2 separate regions of the Mus musculus genome follow, and region 1 is linked to region 2. Evidence: chromatin contacts called from public promoter capture Hi-C data. All regions are on one chromosome and are shown on one strand. Each heading gives the region's core, a stretch centred on a gene start, on an enhancer-like site or on the middle of the called end of the contact. The rest is flanking DNA. Distances are from core to core; before and after follow the strand shown. Region 1 holds the start of Pnoc (prepronociceptin). Region 2 has its middle 27 kb from the start of Zfp395.

Region 1 (3,084 bases), core at 495-2,994, 93 kb before region 2:
GAAGAGAAACTGAGCTGAGAACCCACATCCATTGCTCTCAGCTCCCTGACAGTGGCCACAATATGACCGGCAGCATCAAACTCCACCCAATTACTTCCCACCATGAAAGACTGCACCCTCAAACTGTGAGCCCACACATACCCTTTCTCCCTTAGGTTGCTTTTGTTGTGTGTCTGCTTCCCAGCTATGAGAAAAGTAGCCATTGTACAGCTTTCAAGCTCAAAGTTGCCTCAAGATCCAAGAGAGCAGCTAGAACTCCAGCCATCACGCGTGTGCTCCAGGAGATAAGCTTGAGGGAGGGAACACACAAGCCTCTGTTAGCTGAGTTGAGATCTTTAAAAGACCTTCCTCAAAATCCAAACCTAAAAACCAGCAGCATGACTTTTGGTGACTCGAGCTACACAAAAGGCTAGGAAAATACAGGGTTTTAGCTGAGTACACTGTCACTTTAAGTAAAATCAAAGACATGGCTCTATAAAGAATAACAAGGGATGGAAAATATTGGGCAGCCACCCAGCAAGAGCTACCACAGCGTGTACAAGATGAGGCTCCATACCCAGGACCAGCAGGGTGCATAACTATCTCTCCACGCCCCATGTCATGCAGAAAGCGTGTACTGGCTGCTTTGACCGTAGTGACCACGTGGACCTCAGAGAGCTCTGTGCCAAGTGGGCATGCTGGTTCCCTGGGCCTTTTCACTAGGAACATGTGTGAGTAGGAATTTCGTTTTCAGGGCTTGTTCTTAACCTGGGCAAGTGTTTGCTGTTCACTTTTTGTTGAGATAGAATTCCTACAAGGACAAAATTCACCATTCTAAATAACTCTTTCATCACACTTAAAAGAAACTCTGTACCCATCAGTAGCCAGGGCAGGTGCTTCCCTGAACCCTCCTCTGCCCAGTCCCCAGTCTACCAAGAACTAGACTTGCCACCTGAACAGGTGCTTGCTCTCCTCAGATGATGAAAGCCTTGCATTCTGGAATGTTTCAAATCTTAGGAAAATGAAGAACAGGGTCCTGGTGCAGTTCTCCCAGGGGCAGGGAAGGGAGATCCTCAGAGATGGGGTACACTCTGAGCACTGGGACTCCAGCTGCCTGGGTGCCACCTGTCCGCAGGCCACTCCCTGCCTGGGCTAAGAAGAAGATTTGGGTTCCACAACAAGGGCTGGGGCATCTTCAGCAGCCTGCAACATCCTAAGGTGCAGCGGCAGCTTGGAAACCTCCCAGATACCAATGTGAGACTTCAGGTAGCACCGATTACAGGAAAAAGATGGTGAGATAGGAGAGAATGTGGCACTAGCATTTAATAAAGGCCTCTGCGTCCCAAACACAAACAGAATCTCATCGCTCCACTCCCGTCTTGGGAGTTGGTGCACCCATTCTACAGAAGGGAACCTGAGGCCCACCGGACATGCACCTGCTGCAAAGGAGAAAGCTGCAGTCTCAAAGCCCCTGCCGAGCTTGTGCTCTGATCTATACTGTGCCGCGCTGTGAGCACCTGTGGAAAATGCTTCCAGAATCACCCCGGTGTGGCCTAGCCCTTGCCACCCCAATGGGGCCAGGACATTAGGAGGGGTCTCAGCTGAGCCAGTGGGAGCTGGGCGTGAGTTCCCCCTCCCTCCTGTGTGCTGCCTGATCCTCACTCCTCAGGCGGAGAGGTTATTGGAGAAGACTCCAGGTTTTGGGGTCTGCCTTATCCCTTGTCACCAGGAGTCTGTTTTTCTGAGTGACTTGCCAGCTCTCCCTAGGCTGGCCATCCTCACAGTGGCTCTGAAAGCAGCCGGAGAGGCAGCTGAGGGATCCTAGCTGATCGGGAGTCCAGGTGAAAACAGGCTAGAGGCTGCGTTGATGGGAGGCTGGCATGTCACAAGTCTGAACGCGGAGCAGGGGAGGGGGCCAGGCAGGCAGGATTGTAGTTGGGCTGTTTGGTTGATGAAGGGGGTCAGCGTAGGCATGTGTCATCATCGAGGTAGGCAGGGAAGGGGAGGGCTGTGCGTGGGGGGAGGATATATATGCTGGTGTGGCTGACACAGAGGAACAAGCCTCACATCTGAGAGAACCCTGAAACGGACAGCGTCAGGTAGGCAATGCATGTGGCCCCAGCAACCAGCCGGTCGACAGTATCTGCCCAGAGCCTCTCCGGAGAGCAGGGCAGTCTGGGCAGCTCCTCCACCCCTGTCTTTTGTCCACTGTGGCTGCTTGCTGGCCTCTTGTGAGATTGTGGCTTCATTCATCTTCTCAGTGTTCCGATGGTGGAGAAGGGGGAGGGCTGAGGGCTGGCTAGTCTCAAAGAGAAATGCGAAAGAAAGCTGAACTTGGAAATGAGGAAAAGTTTTGCTTCCCCAGTTGTGGCCGCTACTGGGTGACGGATACACATGGAAGAGGTGGCTGCGGGCGAGAGGGTGGACACTGGGAGGGGGCTTGCCATTCAGAGGAGCCCTGGGAAGCCCCTGGAGCACACCTTATGTCGGATTTTTGTTCTGTGGCTTCCTGCCCTTTGTGCAAACTGTCGTCTGGTGTCATTGAATCTGATGTCATTCTGGTTCTCTTACACCTTAATGGAAATTGTCAATAATGTGGGGAAAGACAGATCCAAAGGCTGAGCTTCACCTGAGTCCATGGCTGAATGCAGTCAGTAGCCGGCAGGGTGATTTTCGTGGTCGTTTTTTTAAAGGCATGACCTTGGTCCTCTGGATCCTGGGTTGTTCCCAGGTATCCTCTCTTCCTTGACATCTTTCTCCCCACTGCTCGTCTGTCCCACCTAAAAGGTCTCTGCCCAGATTGCATGGAACTCTCCCAGGTCAGGGAATCTGAACTAGCACTGCTTTCTCTCAGCCTCCTCCTCCTCCTCCTCCTCCTCCTCCTCCTCCTCCTCCTCCTCTCTTTGTGTATTTCTTTCCCCTCCCTTCTCTACTCATCCCCTTCTCTCCCCCATCTCCTTTTGAACTTGGAGAAGTTCGGGGGTGGGGGGATTTCAAGTAAGGCAGGATGATTCGGAAAAGGGGGCTATTTAAAGCATGCTGCTTTGGACTTGAATACCCCAAGCCTGGGCTTAAACATCTGTGTTTAGCTTCCTCCAGCAGCTC
Region 2 (2,926 bases), core at 182-2,681:
TCAGACCACAGGAGTTTAAATGTTTTTTTTTGTTTGTTTTTGTTTTTCCTTTTTTGTTTCTTTCTTTTTTTTTAATGAGGCAAAGAAGGAAATGTTTGGGACCTACAAAAAGCCTGGTATCCACAGCAACACAGCTAAGCAGTCAAGGGACAGTAAATCCACTGAGTCTTTCTGCACAATGTTAGCATAGAACCATTACCCATATTTTAGGATGTGTTTAAAGAAATGGAAGATGTGAGAGCGGTAAGCACAAAAAAGCAAAGCTAGGTGTGAACTGGCTGGTGCTTGTGAGCCCAGTACTTAGAAAATTGAGGCAGGAGAATTACTCCAAAGTCAGGGGAGAGGAGGGTCTCCAGATGTCTCAGCTAGAAGAGGTGCTTGCCCCCAAGCCTGATCAAGCTGAGTCTTGGCTAAAAGGGGATCAACTCCTGAAAGTTACCTATCACCTCCGCACAAGCCACCCCTCCATTGACAAATTAATCAAAAATAGTTTAAAAGCAAGATAGTAAATGATTTATGCAGAATTATCAGGCTTGTAAAGAAAACAAGACATGTCAAAACATGAAACATTCCAGTATATGAAGAATTTGATTTGGGGCTGTAGGATTCTGAGTGCTTTATTTAGGGAGGAATCTAATTATTTACACATTTTCGTGTTTGCCAGTTTATACTGGTAAGCCATTACTTTTTTTTTTTTTTTTTTTTGGCTTTTCGAGACAGGATTTCTCTGTATAGCCCTGGCTGTCCTGAAACTCACTTCGTAGACCAGGCTGGCCTCGAACTCAGAAATCCGCCCACCTGCCTCTGCCTCCCGAGTGCTGGGTTTAAAGGCGTGCGCCACCACGCCCTGCTATCTATTACTTTCTAAGGTGGTGGTCAAGGTTGAAAGTGTTCCCAAACCTGCTTCCTTTCCAGTTCACTGAATCAGGAGAATTTTTTTCCAGGGCCCATCTTAAATTGCTTAAGACCTTTAGGCACACAGACCCTTTGGGGCTGCAGTTGAAGAAGTGGTGGGATTCAGGGGAGGCAGGCGGGGTCACGCGAGTCTCTAGCGTTCCTCTGCACACAGTGGACCAAAGATTCTCCTACTTCCACTGGCTGGGGTCGATGACCCCCGGCAGCGCGAGGCCAGCAGTGTGAGGTCCTGCATTGAGCTGCAGCCAATGTGAGGCAGGCTTCGCACCCCCCCCCCCAACCCCTACTCCCCCACCTCAAGCTTCGGCCAAGCTTGCAACACGATCGCCCCATCATGATCACCTCAAACGGAGCCTCCTGGAGGCCCCTCCCTGCCAGGCTAGCCTTAGCGCGCCGGAGGCGGGCGCGCAGCGCGGACGTGCCCGGGTCCACGGAGGCCCCTACGCTGCTCCGGGCCCGCCCTGCCGGGGGACATCGGGCCAACACAGGGCCTCAGAGGCGGCCTTGCCACGACTGTGGCGCCTCCCTGTGCCCACAGGCGGGCGACTGTGCGGACCGCCAGGGACACCCAGGCCACCAGAACCCAATCGCCCAAGGCGGCCTTGGGGCTGGGCACCACGCCAGGTTTCCTTCCGTGCTTTGCTTTTCCTGGGCTGCCCCACCCCTCACCCCACCCCCCTTGCCTGGCCAGTTTCTATCTTCACTCTGTTTTCAGCCCAAGGCCAAACCTTCCTTCTGAAGGCCTTGAACCCATCCTTCACTTCTATCACCGGCTCTTGCTAGAACATTCAGCGCCATCCCACTGAGCTATCCTCTCAGCGCCAGTAAGAAACATTCCCAGACCAAGAGTAGTCCACACTATGCCTTCACCCTGGGCCGACTGGGCAACTTGTAGGGTCCTCTGTGCAAAATGCAAGGCAAGGGCCTCTTGCTCAGAACCTGAGTTCTTTGCAGGAGACCGCACAACATGGACCCAATCCCAGAATCCTCCAAGGCTGGGGCGCTGCCACCTGTCTCTGAGCCAGCAAGTCAGCCTTGCCAGTATGTTTTCCACCTTCAAGTGGGTATTAGTGAAAGCAGGGTATGAGGGACAAATGTTCTCTCTATTGTGCCTCATTTCTGGAGTCAAAGGTCCTTTCTTCACCTGTCCCTGAAGCATTGACAAGGCTCACTCTGCCCTGATTCATAAAAACCCTTTTCCTGGCCGCAGAGGTGTGTGTGTGTGTCCATCAGCGTACCCCTGTGCCCACAGAAAGGGGCTGCCTCAGTGGAAAAGGCTTCTTGCCATCAAACCTGAACACCTGCTGTGGAGGTCTGCTGTGGGACTTGACTTTCTTCTACAAAATGGGTTGAACGCAGGCCCTCAGGCATGGCCTCAAGTGCTAGGATCCCATGGCTGTACATATATTAAGCCAATGTGCTAGAACTGAGCTATGTATCCCTCAAATGTCTGCCTTCCCTCCTCTTCCCCCTTTCTCCACCCTCTTCCTCCTTCCTTTCCTTTCTTCTTTGAGCAAAAAAGTAGACAGAGCCCGGAGCTCTTTTAATTATAAGATGCTTTGTAAATATACAGGTACCAGTAAGGCCAGTCTCTCTACCACCTTTCAAATTATTTCAGTAGTTACTTGTTCGTTTGTGTGGGTTGGTGGGTGGGTGGGTGGGTGGGGACAGGGGGTGACTTTACCCTGGAGAAACCTGACAGACACAATCTTAGTCAAATCATGGAAACCACAGGTCTTGAGATGAGTGGACTCTGTGTGTTGCCTGGGAGGACACAGTAAGAAATGGTGGTGTAAACACTGTGACACTTCAGTCTCAAAGAAGGAAGCCTGGGTCTAACCACAAAGAAATACTGAACAACTCCGAACTGAAGATAGCCTGCAAAACCAAGAAATCAAGGCTGTGAACACAGAGGTAACTGGAGGAACTGCTCGAGATTGACACAGATGATAACAGAGTCAACCTGTGACCTCTACAGAGAGCTTTACTGAGACCATAGGCAACTCTTGAA

Evidence for each region. Promoter capture Hi-C pulls out the DNA fragments that hold promoters and counts their contacts.
Region 1: a contact with region 2 is called in a promoter capture Hi-C map of liver, with 2.4 times the contacts expected there. The contact joins the promoter of Pnoc here to the enhancer-like site in region 2. A contact is called at or near these places in 8 of 39 promoter capture datasets (the 3T3-L1 cell line, HPC-7-derived erythroid cells, embryonic stem cells and 3 more), 3 of 15 datasets of contacts at CTCF or cohesin (the NIH/3T3 cell line, large pre-B cells and pro-B cells), 18 of 484 Hi-C or Micro-C datasets (the G1E-ER4 cell line, the HL-1 cell line, the N1E-115 cell line and 8 more), 3 of 115 datasets of contacts at active chromatin or transcription factors (bone marrow-derived macrophages and embryonic stem cells) and 3 of 9 other capture datasets (adipose tissue, embryonic stem cells and pancreatic islet).

Annotation. Positions count from the first base shown.
Region 1 is chr14:65,424,132-65,427,215 of GRCm38.p6, reverse strand. It overlaps Pnoc (prepronociceptin), which reads left to right and starts at 1,744. Exons shown (of 4, transcript NM_010932.2): 1 at 1,744-2,078.
Region 2 is chr14:65,330,581-65,333,506 of GRCm38.p6, reverse strand. No RefSeq gene overlaps it. Among named protein-coding and RNA genes, the nearest start is that of Zfp395, 27 kb to the left of the region's middle. Within about 2 kb of position 1,431, at least 185 of the 459 cell types and tissues checked have an H3K27ac peak or open chromatin away from gene starts, as enhancers often do. A contact at or near this core is called in the N1E-115 cell line, adipose tissue, bone marrow-derived macrophages and 7 more, where this site is marked.